Linked DNA regions of Gossypium hirsutum: region 2 is linked to region 1. Evidence: chromatin contacts called from public Hi-C data. All regions are on one chromosome and are shown on one strand. Each heading gives the region's core, a stretch centred on a gene start, on an enhancer-like site or on the middle of the called end of the contact. The rest is flanking DNA. Distances are from core to core; before and after follow the strand shown.

Evidence for each region. Hi-C and Micro-C count contacts between places; a contact is called where the count stands out from the background.
Region 2: a Hi-C map of leaf shows a contact between it and region 1, with 2.7 times the contacts expected there. The contact joins the promoter of LOC107897290 here to the enhancer-like site in region 1. A contact is called at or near these places in 12 of 34 Hi-C or Micro-C datasets (callus, hypocotyl, leaf and 1 more).

Annotation. Positions count from the first base shown.
Region 1 is chrA11:48,073,442-48,080,476 of Gossypium_hirsutum_v2.1, reverse strand. No RefSeq gene overlaps it. Among protein-coding and RNA genes, the nearest start is that of LOC107897323, 8.2 kb to the right of the region's middle. Within about 2 kb of position 1,791, at least 6 of the 9 cell types and tissues checked have an H3K27ac peak or open chromatin away from gene starts, as enhancers often do. A contact at or near this core is called in hypocotyl and leaf, where this site is marked.
Region 2 is chrA11:48,247,104-48,254,125 of Gossypium_hirsutum_v2.1, reverse strand. It overlaps LOC107897290 (cytochrome c oxidase assembly protein COX11, mitochondrial), which reads right to left and starts at 5,346. Exons shown (of 8, transcript XM_016822687.2): 1 at 4,934-5,346; 2 at 4,290-4,391; 3 at 3,640-3,988; 4 at 3,478-3,530; 5 at 2,613-2,685; 6 at 2,424-2,528; 7 at 1,263-1,343; 8 at 805-1,193. The coding sequence starts at 4,369. The coding sequence ends at 1,092.

The sequences.
Region 1 (7,035 bases), core at 542-3,041:
AAGGGAATTCCTCCGTAGTAAGGGAATTCCTCAATCGAATACTGATCCACTGTATACAACTTCGAGAAATACTAAACTGCATGAAACTTGAGAGTGTTGCTATCATAACACCAACTCATATCATCAATCACTAGCCTCTCGATTCTGTGCTGTTTCCTTTATTTCATAGTTCGGCTATGAAAGTATTTAGTATTTCTATCCCCATTAGAAAGCCACTCACTTCTTGATTTTTGAAACCATAGTAATTCCTCTTGGTTTAAAAAATTCTCAATTTCATGGTGTACCTCTGCTTTTCTACTTCTATGTCTCACAGAATCCCTCCATTTTAGAGCCTTTTGAATATAGTCAAGCTCCATCATGGCCTTACGCTTTCTAACAAAGATATTACCAATAACATTTCTATTCCAAACATGGATCAGGTGAGTGAATTTGTCCAAATTTGTAGTAATACCTTCTTAGCTCTTAAGATTCTCCCACCACATTTTAAAAATCTGGATGTAAAAGCTAGCTAGCTAGGAAGTGAAATAGTCTTACTCCATTATTAGTCTTTGTTGAAGATTCTGAGACAACAAAAGGTTGATGGTCTGATTTTAGTTTATACAAATGGCGAACAATGGTGTTAGGCGCAAAGGAATGCCAAAAATCATTACAAAGAGATCTATCCAGTCTCTTAAATAAATTGCCTCTATTCCATGTAAAATAAGGTCCCTGAAATCTCAAATCATATAAACCATTATCAAAGACAAAGGATCTGAAATGGCTACAACTATTTTTTCGCATATTAGACTCTCATTTCTGCTCATGACCCCTTAAGATAGCATTAAAATCTCCCGCAATCAACCAAAGTTCTTGCACTATAGTCGAGATTTGACTTAGTTTAACCCATAATTGAGCCCTTGAACTGCGATGAAGGCTAGCATAAATAGTAGAAAAAAAAAAGAGATATGCATATAAACAAACTAAGAGTGAAGATTCAAAATTTCCACACCAAAATCATCATTCCAGAGAATCCACAAACCTCCCACGGAACTAGAAGCTTCCACTCTGAATGAATTATCAAAACCAAATTTTGCGATAACTATATCCACCTTACATCCACTTATCCTAGTTTCGAAAATAGCAACAATATTTGGCCGAACCTCATTCTTATATTTCTTCATGAAACTATGAAAGCAGGGGTGACCACACCCTTGAGCATTCCAAAAAAATAAATGTAAGTCTGGAACCATCACCCACAAAATAAAAAAAAAATTGTAAAAAAAATATCTATCATCTCAGGAATTCACAACATTTATAGAAGGCCTAGTCTTTGACCCAATCACATAAGAAATTCCTCCTTTCATACTAGTGTCTTTTTCGACCTCTTTCGACAATCCATGTATAATTTCCTCCATGGCTGCTACTATCGGAACAATTGAAAAATCATCAACAAAATCAATAATCCAAGTACATCTCTCTCTTTCGCCAGAAGCTTTGTTAATAACCTCCATCGATCTTTGACCAAAGTTTTCCCCCAAATTCCAGTTCACAATTGCATTATAATTTCAGCTTTGTATCTCTAAATCTATTGAACTACCTGGTTTGTTCACAATTTTGATGGCAACATTTCTATTAGAATTTAAGACAAACCTTGTTGATTATAATTGGAAAGAATCCAAATCCTTTTCTAAAACCACAGGCCCCATATTTGATCTATCATCAAAAGGATTACTTTTCTACCCAGCAGAACCCATTTTATTAAAAGGCTTGAGGATATTAGAGTTGGCTTTAGCCCACCACCTATTCAGACCTCTTTCCCTTTTGCTTTAGTAAACCCACTACTTGAACCTCTAGGTTTATTAGCCACTCCTGCCTTATCGGACTTCTTAACCATCTTGGTAGCCTCCAAATCTTCTTCTCTTAAACTCACGTCTCCAATCTTGCCTTCTAGACCACCAAAATTGTAACAGCCCAATTAAGATCCTAAACAGAACAGTGGTTTCGGGACCATGAATTCGAGTCAAAAAATATTTAAAAATTATTTTCTGTGTTTATTTTGTGTGAATTTATATCTTTGAAATTTTCGTGATTTAATTTGATCATTTAGGTGTTCGATTAAATAAAAGGACTCAATCGCGTAAGATAAAAATTTAGTGGTTAAATGTGAAAGTACTTAATTGCTATTGTCTTTATTAATGGAAACACCTATAATGCAAATACACCTTTACATACTTGCATGGACACATTCGGCTATTAGAAAGCAATTTATACATAATAATAAGTAAGGGTAAAATAGTAACTTATGTAATAAAATGTTATAATATAAAGTATATTATAAAATAATAAGACAAATCATAATGTGTTCATACTTTCTACTAGCCGAATATCAAAATAACCAAAGAAAAAGAAAAAGAAATAGGGTTCGGCCATCTTGCAAGCTAAATTCAAGATCAAGAAATAAAGAAATAGGATTTGGACCGGGGAAAAACGAAAGTTGTCGACTAGCAGCCCCGTCCCATTTTACGACATCCGAGGTAAGTTTATAAGCAAAAAGACTTGTTTATTTGGTAATTAAATGTTATATTTATATGCTGTTATGAAATGTAGAATTTTAATATGCTATGGCCGAAAATGATTAAATTTGACTACTACACTTCCGAGTTCGATTCGACCGAGTTATGACGTTCGAAAGCCCCGTATGAACCTTAGGAATAGTTAGGATACATATGTCATGACACAGGATTTCAATATATGTGTGCGAGTAAGACCATGGCATCGATATGTGATTCCGATATGTGTTTACGAGTAAGACCCTATCTGGGACAGTGACATCGATATGTGGTTACATGTAAGACTACGTCTGGGACGTTGGCATTGTACGATTTATGTGATTAACCAAGTGTCCTATCCAACTCCGAATGGTTCATCGGGCAAAGATAAGTTGTATTCGAGTGTGTAAAACGAGCTAAATGACCAGGTATGAATTAGCTTGAGGTTTATTTAAAATAAGGTAAGTGTGTAAATTGATACTCATTACAAATTGTGTGTACTACAAATGAGGATTATTTGTGAACTAGGTATGGGTATTTAACCTTGTGAAAATTATTGGAATGAGTATTAATTATATGTATGGGAATTTATGTATTTGGTCACATAATCAATGCATGTATATGAAATTATATGGTAACACATGAACTTATGTAATTGAGTGTATGTGAATTAGATTTGTAATGATTATTTGGCTTTGGAAAATTGAATGCTAATATGTTAGTTTGACTATATAGACATTCGGTTAGGTGATATTTATAATGAATATATATATGTATATATATACAATATAAATTTATATGCGTTTGAATCTAAATGTGTTATGATAATATAATTTGGTTTAGTTAAATTAAGTTGATAATATCTTTGGGTTGATTATTTGCTTATGACTTACTAAGCTATAAAAAGCTTACTTGTGTATATGTGTATTTATATTTTATAGATTTTGGATCAAGTTACAAGCTCGGGGACTGTCAGCAAAGTTCATCACACTATCTACTGTTTTAGTACCTTTTAGCTAAACTTAAATTATGGCATGTATAGGCTAAAATGGGTTTTGAAATATTAGATTTTGGTTTTGTATATAATGAGCCATGTGAAAATGGCTAAGTTATTATAGTAGAATTTGAATTATGTTAGTTACGGTTTAGATTAATTTTGGTTAACAGGTTGTGCGCCACAAAGGTAAGATATATGCGGTAAGCAATATTTATTTGTGAATGGCATGCTAAATATGTCTGAATTTGACATGTTAATAGTTGTGAGGAAGAAAAAAAAATGGAATGCTGCATGAATCAAAGTGTTAGGTAGTTATGTTCAAGTTGACTAATTTGAAGGATATGAGGTGGGTAATGCTTGTGTCTTATGATCAAGTTAGTTGTTTGTTTCGAAAACTTAATATTCAAATAGTAAATTGATTACATTACATAAGTGATTCGTTGATAGGTCTGATTATGGAACAATATTTCAAGACATTTATAATTGCAAGAGTAGGTGTGGCGTTTAATAGCCAACTAAATTGATGTTATGTTGGATGCTTGAATTATTCAATTTGGTAATTAAATTCAATGGTACTTAGGTTGTGTAAGAAACTTTGTTCTTAAAATAAAAATAAATATACTGTACTAGTAAGCGGATATGATCTAATAAATGGCTACTTACATGTCTATAAAAGCATGTTTATAAACGCACTTATATTTGGTTCATGTATAAACGTGTATGGTCTTATAATGTTATTAATTTCGGTATATTAAAGAATGTGTAAAATAGAACTATGTGGGCCGAATGAATAAAGAATGCATTGAGTTAATATATTTGTATATTTGGATATTTGCATTGCAAATTTGTATTATTTGTAAAACAAATGAATTTCATCTTAGTTCACGTGGTATTGCCGCATTAATGAATGGTGAGGTTGAAAATGATGTTTACTTATTTTAATTGATGTACAATTTATGCATACACATGACTTTTGTAAAACAAGTCTAATATTCAATATTTAAGTTGTGGATGTGTTTTATGTTCTGAGTATGTATAAAATGCTTAATATATACATATATGCATATATGTTATCTGGATCTCGTAGTACAATTATTAATGAATATTTATGGAAATAATGTTTTAATAGTAATACCTCATAGTCCTAATCCGACAACGGATACAGATTAGGGGTGTTACAAAAATTCACACCAATTTCTTCATCGTGATTGTCGTTAAGCACACCAAATCTAGAGCCACCACTCACAGCATCCTTTGTGGTGCTACCAGGATTCGTAACTGGTCAAGTTTTCCTTTTATTCTTGAATTCAACAAGCATCCATAAGCCAAATTGTTCTTCCTCCACTCTTTGTTACATCTCCGCCTTCCGTGAAAGTAATTGTTCCTCTTCAACTTCTTGTGAACCCTCTTTGTTAGACTTGAAACAACAATTGTCGCGGTTGTGCCCAAACTGACCATAGTCGAAAAAAACCATGGGAAGAGCTTCATACTCAAGTTGTTGGATTCTTCTATCAATATTTATCTTCGACACCAAAGGTTTCCCTAGATCAATATAAACAACCAAACGAGAAAACTGTCCCCTTAGAATTATTTTTGGTATTTTTATCCACCTTTGCCACTGGTCTGATAACCCCACCAATAAATTTCAAGAGACTCTTGGAGTACATGCCTTCAAGCAGTCCAGGAAGTTGGATCCAAAGTAATAAACTTTGGGGTTGCAATTGATCGGTCAAAAACGATGGCGTCCAAGGCCTCACCGTGAGGTAGCGCCCGAGTATTGTCTACAAACCACCGGCTAAAGCAGCCAAGTAATCCTCATCCTCTTGGAATTTAATCGAAAAATAATTGTTTTATAGATCTAGAATTTGTATTGGTTGTTTTGTCCTCCATAATGCTTGCAATTTACTGTCCATGGTTAGATAAAAAATCTTTCTCCTAACCAATTTAACCAGCATCGTTCGTGTCATACTTTTAACAATGAGCTTACCCTTCCAGGAGATCAACCTCTCACCATCCACATTCATATTGTTAACATCAACAATAGGATCATCCGGATCCAAGTTAGGAGGTTCTACCGGCCTTTGTTGGACCTTCTTGATAGATCTTCCCACTACACCGTCCCAGAGAATTCATGTTCTTATTAAATTCATGTATTATCATTAATTAGCTTTAAACAATATGTTTCATTTTTTATTGTATGTTGTTTTAAACACTTCTCTGTATTCTAAGTATGTAATTTCTATATGCATACATATGTAATAAAATTTCTATTATAATCTATCCTTGTTGCCTAACAATTTAATCATCAAATATTGAACTATACAATATATCAATTTAAAACTTAAATAATACATAATACAAACCTAACCTTTTAATTTAGTTTCTATTTAATAAACTGAAAAATTAAGTACTAATTTTGAATTATAAAATCTATTTGATATATTTGTTAAAATTAAGTACTATAATATGATTAGATTGATTGATAAATATAAATCTTAAAATTTTAAAGTGAAATTTTAAAAAGATAATATTAAAAGAAATAAAACGAATTATCAAAATTTCATAAATTAAGTGGTATGTAGTTTATTATCTACTTATTATTATTCACACTTTCTTATTGAAAAAAATTCTGTCATTTATTTATTTTTATTACAAATTATCAAATGAGTTTAAAAAATTAAATTACTAAAAATATTAATTTTAATTAATTAAAATTTTTTAATATTTTATTAAACAATCTCTTATAAAAAAAATTCAATTTAAAATTAATTTTTGAAAATTTTACACACCTCACATGTAAAATTTCCCGTCTTGGCCTAAATGTACTAAAAAAAATCTTCAAACTTTCTTTTTCCTGATATACTAATTATGAATTACGGAAGATCACATATTGAGTTTATGAAAAATACCTATTTTTTTTAAAATTTGCTGGATTAGGCTCTTTTTTTAAATGATGGAACTAGGCCGAAATAATGAAAACACTTTCAACTGGAAGCGTTTTCCTTGTGTTTTGTTTTTTAGGATCAGGTTTTTATTTTTTAAAAGTAGGATTAAGGTTTTTTGGTTCTTAAGTTTTAGGGATTAAGGTTTTGTAGGATTTTGAGGTTTTTTAATATATTTTAAGTTTATTATATATTCTTTAGTATTTTCATAATTTTTTGAGATGTAAAGTTAATAACTATTTTTTTCGATATTTACAAGCATCGTATTTACACCAATCATATATTCGAATTATTCAAATTGTAAAATTCAATTCGATTCATAATCGAAACTCAAACTACTCGATTTTTTTAATGCAACTAAGTTTTGATAAGTGTTGTTTATGGGAGGTTGAGATTGATCATATTTTTCTGTGCATTATTTTCAAACTTTTAGTGAATTTTTCTTCAGAAAATATATCCCGAGAATCCTAGGATATCTAATGGGTGAGTGGGAGAAAGCGGGGACTTGAAAGTGCAAGAGGGAAAATGCTCTACATACGACGTGTTTTTAGTACATTGTCAGAAAAAA
Region 2 (7,022 bases), core at 4,097-6,596, 170 kb before region 1:
GGAAATAAAATCTCAAATCATTCTGGTAATTAATTATTGTAGACATGATCCAATGAACATCAAACAAGTCCCTTCTTCATCAATGAACTTTGACATTGTAAAAAAAATAGAATTATGAGGAAATCGACAGAAACCAACAACAAATCTAGGCTTGATGTATTGCTCCTTTGTCTAATGAGGCAAAGCATTCATCACTTACACTCAGTGGATAGAAGAGCATTGGCTTATTATACAAAAAGATTCAGAAGCAGATGATACCATAGTTGAATTTGAAGTTAAATACAGATTCTTCTAATAAAAGAGGAAGTGGATGAAGATTTTGCAAGGCTTAGGCTGCCTTTTTTTTCTTTTTCTTTTAAAGTTACACTTGGGATAGGGTTCCCGTCTTCCACAGTTAATAGAAATATTATTCCTTGTACAGAAATGAATTGGTTTAGTATTGTTATATATGGTATCAACAACTTCATCACACTAACTTACAAGTGTTAAAACATTAGATATAAAATAAAAAATTATTATTATAAATTTAAACTTACTACGAATGAAAAACATTTTCTTTATTGTTGTCGCAAACAAATCATATAAATCACTAAATATTAGCAATTAAAATTAGTTTATTACTAACTCATATATTAAAACCTACCATTTTTAGTTAATTTGATTATGTTCATTTTTTTCCTTTTCAATGCACAAGATCTCTTGAATTATATCAAGAGATTACGATGAATATGCTCATGTATGTACTTGGTATGATTGAAAACTCACAACGACCAACGCAGACAAACAGTGATAGGAACTCCATAGTAGATAAAACACATACGGACAGTGACATCGCATTTACTCCATACTAGAACAGCCAAGGATTTTACACAAGTTCTGCACTTCCTTGGTATGAAGAGGGAGGAGCCTGGTACAAAAATAGACTGTTTCCACCATAAAGAGGTGAAAGGAGACTAATAACAAAATAATTCCGACAAAAGAATGTTTCTTCTCCCTCTTCTCCGAGTATATGAAAATGGGATCCTAACCAATAGTTTTTATTCTCATGTGAATGATATTCTATTTTCACTATGAATTTATATATCCCCCTTCTATTCTTCGGAAACCTTGAAAAAAGTATATGATAAAATCAGGTTGTTTATACCATCCATTCGGGCATCTGTGTCAAACTCAGGATCTATGTAGAAGAAAACCTGCAAGAAAGTACAGGTTAGTTGACAATCACCAACTAGTTTTGCCTTTTCAACAGTAAAAAGGCTTACAGGCATGTCAATCTGCTCTCCAGGAAGAAGACGCTGCTCCTCAAAGCAAAAGCACTGGATTTTATTGAAATAAACAGCAGCCTGAAGAGGAACACGAACAAGCAAGAAACCGAGTCAAAGCTTTAAGGCTTGTGATATGATAATGACAAACATTACCAGTAAGTTAATGTGTTCCAATGTAATCAATTTTTTCGCCCTAAAGGTTTTTTTGCTTCCACTTTCTAGCTTATCATCTCATAAGAAGCTCATTGTATTTCACCTAATGTTTCTTTGGTCATCCAATTTGTAGAAAAGGATAATCAAACTATGTAAAATAAAAAATAAAAAAATTAGAGGATAAAGAAAGCCAAGTATTGGTACAAACATATGAAAACAACTGCGTGGTTCGAAAGTGAGCTTTAACCTGCCTCACGGGCCATCTTCAGGATTGGAATTCTATCTTAGCTATTGGATACTTTAGGCCTATCTTACATAAATATTATTTCCTTTGTTGCTTGCAAAAGGAAAATTAAAACAAGAGTTGATTGCAATAATTTTATCTCAAACTTGAAGATACCCTCATTAAGAAATATTCCGATTAAATTAACAGTTGTAATACAGATTCTTCCTGGCTAAGACCATTAGAAAAACAATATTGCAGATTCTCCTATTGTGACACCTAGAAGCCCCAATGGCAAACTATAAATATAAAATAATGATACCGGAAACCTTCAAACATGCTTTATAAGAGATTAGGCATAGACTCATGCGGGTTCCACTGAAAAATTCCAGAAATAAATTTAGACACGGAGTGAGAAAGAGAAAAGGAAGTGTATGTCATGGAATCTATGACATGCACAAGAGGAAAAATGAGTAGCAGAGCTCAGCAGACAATTTTCTCAATCCAAACTAGAAATGTAGTAACAAGGATATGACACAGAATAAATTATTTGAACAATAATATTGAAAGGAAGACTACTAAATCATGTACATAATTCAAGCCTAAACAGCACAAGTCAAACCTAAGCTAGCAAGAAATGGTTAAAAAGCCTAATGGCTCACACAACCAAATAACGTTTGAGAGGTTGACAAAGATCTAAACAAACACCAATAACTTAACTTTAGAAATAACAAATTTCAAAGATCCAAATTTCATAATGGAGCATGAGAAAGTATCAGTACCTTCATAGGGGTGACGTTATAAGTAGAGACACCAGTTATGGGTTTTGAACTTCGGTTTTCAGCAGTATAAAAAGCAAGAGCACTTTCTCCAGGCTTGACTCTCACCTAGCAGAAAAATAAAAAAAATAAGAAAATAATTGATAAAAGCACCACTCTACAGTGCCCCAAAACAACAGAGAAGTTAAGAACCTGTCTTTGAGTTGGAACAAATTTCCAGGGCATTCCGTCCGCCACATCAGCATTGAATTGCACTACTATCTCCCTAAAAGGATAAGAGAAAATTTCTCAAACAAAGGCATAGAAGTACAAGAAAGATCATATCGTGATGCAAGTCTAACAGCTTCATAATAGCATCTTTAGAAATGCATGAATTGAATTGAATCAAACTGGCTGATGTGAAGTGATGAATGATACCAAAATTTACCACCTCACTCCTATTTGTTACCCTCTTGTAAAAAAGTCGCATCTGTATAAAGAGTATAATCAGAAGGGAGTGATACCCTGCAATCTGTCTTATGACACCTTTTATGGTTTTGCCTCATAAAACATCCCATTCCCCTCTTGATTTGTTTCAGAAATAACATACTAAGACCATTATTGGTTTAAGTTGTTTCCCCATCATACTCAAATGTTTCTTGCAACAAACAAGTTTCAACGTTTTCCCATCATTTTTCTAATAAGAAGAATGGTAACCGGTTTCTCATTGAGGGAATGAATAGAAGTTAGAATAAAGCCTTATCACTCTCATAGGAACTCGTTTCTGTCCCATTCTTCCACAAATCTCACTTTAAAAACAATAATAATAATAATAAATAATCATGATTACAACTAACCAAAGAAACATATACATATCTAAGCAGAAAATGTCAAAAAGTAGAACTGAGAATGTTACAAGCAGAAACAAACCCCAGAACCAGGTTCAACACATAAAACAGTACAAAAACTAAGCATTGAAATAGAATCACAATAAAATTAACAGAAAGGACATTATGATGATAATCATGAAAAATATAGATAAACATAAGCTCTTACATCCAAAGCCTAGAAAGTGCACCTTGTTGCTACTGTCCCATCTTTTTCATGCCGAGCAATCTTTTCTTCAACACTCTAAAGAAAACAAGTATATGTTCTGGTTGAAAACCAATAGAAAAAAAGAAAAGAAAAGCCTGAAAATAGTAAAAGGATAGGATAAAAAATAGCACAAACTCAGCTTCACCTCACGTCGTTGGACAGTACCACCATACCCAGTAGCCTGGCAGAATCTTCGGTATAGTGGGACGGCAGCGTAACTACTTCCCACCATTGCAAACACTAATGCAGTAAGATACAAAAGAGTCTTTTTGGATTTCTGCTCAGTGGAAGCATGGGATGCATGAGAAGCATAGTGGCGCTGACTGCTAAAGGAAGATAATCTCACTAAACATCGAGAACCATAAGGATGGAAATCAAAAGACCTTGTTAGAGGCTTTGTGCTAAATTCCCATCTTGGCATCAGACCATTGTTGCCACACCCAGAAGAAGCTTTAAAGAACTTGTAACTCGAATATAAAGAATCAGGAAGAAACCTGGAGCACCAAAAAATGTTCACTCGGGTAATACACTTCTTAGAATAGCATGCTTGCATTAAGGTTGGGACTTGGGAGAAATATGAAATGGAAAAGAAAAAATTTTTGAACTCTGGATGTATCCAAATTTCAGAGAATTACCCTTTAAAGGCTAAAGCAAGACTGTGAAAGAATAATTTAGATTATTAGGCTTTTACAACCAAGCATAAATACCTGTGTCTTAGTTCTTCAAGTAAAAGTTCCAAATGGCACAAGCAAAATTAAAAGGCCCAAATTTGTATATTGGTAACATGGTGATTACCTTGATTCCTGTGACAAAATCCGTAGATTATTCGAGTGATTCAAGAGAGAAATTCTACTTGAAATTCTTGACCATGACATGATGTTAGGCACCTATGTGTCACTGCAAGTGCAGCAGCAAAAAAGAAAGAAATGAACATTGAACAATAAATTCTACTAGAAAATCTTGACCATGACATTATGTTAGGCACCTATAGCAATTGAATTCGAATTTCAGTTTGGTTATAACAAGTTACAATAAAATCAAACCAAATCAGAAATGATAAAAGGAAGTCTATATATATTCATTATAATCAAACACAAGAATGGCTTTCTTTAACAAAAAAGTTTCCCAATGAAAAATTTTTAAAACAAAGAAATTAGATATAACAAATACCAATAACTTTTCCACACCATATATATATATAGCAGACTAAAGGCAAACAATAGTCTACCAGTTCCAAATTCGAAGGAGCAAAGCAGTGTTTCACATAAAAGAAACATATGATATGGTAGCCACTATCAAACTAATCAAAAGCATAGACTAATTTACTCAAAAAGGACCAAATTTTGAGCAGGAACGAGTCGAATAAAAGTAACCCATATCAGAACTATGGACATAAAGCTTGAAATAAAATGATGAAATTAATAACGAGAGCTTTATACCTTGGAAAGGGTATTAGCCAAAACTGAGGATGGAATCCCAAATTAGTAATTGTAGCGTCTTCTCCTCGGTTTCAGCCTTGGAGCTTCTGGAAAAGTTGGAAGCTTGAAAGCGTGGGTAGCTGAAAGAAAGGAGCCGCTTTAGCCTTCACAGGAAGCGAGACGAGAGCAAAGGGAAAAATAAAACTAAACAATAGGGTTTGTCAAAGGGTTGGTCAGGATAGAAGCATGAAAAAGAGTGAGAAGGTTGGAAGGAAATGGGAAGAAGAATGAAAAAAAGAAGATGCTTCAGACGTGAGAATGAAAAAGAGAGAGAGGTTGGAAGGAAATGGGAAGAATGAAAAAAAGAAGTTGCTTCAGACGTGAGAATGAAAAAGAGGGAGAAGGGTAAAGTTGAAATCACACACGCTGAATGGGTAAACGGCAGTTTTGCCTTGAATAAGGCTGTATGGAATAGGGCTGCAATAGCCCATTACAGCCAACCAAATAATGGAATAGGGATGGGCAACTCAATTCAGCTCTAATGGTTTAGCATTATAGCTAACCAAACATACTGTAAACGAATAACATTCTAAATAAAAAAATATTTTATTAATTATCATAAAATCTAATTAATATATGATTGATAATTAATATTGTTTCAAATTCTTAGGGATTAAATTTAGGAGTTTTATTCTCTTTCCTTATTTACACTATACAAACTTGTATATAAATAGGCTCACTCAAGAAATGAAATATAAGTACCTTTTCATTAATCTATTTTTTTCTTGTTTGCATTCTTCTCTTTGTATTCATCAACATGGTATCAAAGCCACTTGGCTCTATTCAATGAGTTCGTGTTTGTTGTTTGGAACACGAATCATTAGGGTATTTTGTTGTTTCCACTAGCACAGGAAGGTACGCCACTAGCTCGACAACTAAACTGCTAATTCCGGTGTCCAAGGGGTCCGCATGTAAGCACCATGCGCCGCCAAAAGATCCAAGTACTCTCTTCACGTGCGGACGCATGTGGGCATGTGGGGCAGTGTTAGGCCACGGCTTCCGTCTCCAACATCGACTTCTTGGTCCAATTATAGCCCGATGGTCTAATGCTTGATCAATTGAAGATCCGTGGGTCTTTTTATTTTTATTTTTATTTTTTAAGGTTTCACATTGTTTGGGTACTATTCACGAGCATTGTTTGGATACTGCTCAATACTGTTTGAGTACTACTCAGGTATTGTTTTGGACCATTTTTAGTGTTTCCTTTTGTTGGTTTTGCTACCTTCCGTCTTATTGTGGCTCCTTTTGCTTCATTTATGGATTCAGCTAAATCTAATGCATGTTTTATTTTCTTCATTCAAATTGGTCATCAATCAGAATCTACATATCATGACAGGTAATCCCAATCCTTCTCTACCTTTCAATCACAAGATTCACCTTCTCTTATTGTTAATGCTAATGGAATCACTTATAAAGTTGTTGGTTCTGAAAGTACTAACGTAATTTCATTTATCACCTTATCATCAGTATTAAATTTACCTAAACTCACCTTTAATTTAATCTCAGTCAGTAAACTTAACCGTGACCTAAAATGCACCATCTCATTTTTTCCACCATTGTCTTTTGCAGGATCTTGTGACGAAACGCACTATTGGTAAAGGACATGCATTTGATGGTCTTTGTATTTTCGACTCGTGGGTTCCTTGATTCGTTACTTGTCCTAATGTTCTCTATCCGATCAAAGCACATTGTCAATTGGGACATCCTTCTCTTTCTTTGTTGAAGAAGTTATGTCCACAATTTCAAAACCTACCTTTGTTAGAATGTGAAGCATGTCACTTTGTGAAGCATCGACGGAGCCCCTTAAGCCCGAGATCTAACAAATGATCTAATTCCAGTTTTGAATTAGTACACTCAAATGTTTGGGGACCATATTCGGTAGAATTTAAACCTAGATTCTAGTATTTTGTTACGTTTGTGGATGATTATTCTCCAATAACATGGATATATTTTATGAAAAATCACTCAGGGGTGGATATATTTTATGAAAAATCAGTCAGAGGTGTTTTTTCATTTTCGGACTTTTTGTGCTAAGATAAGAATTCAGTTT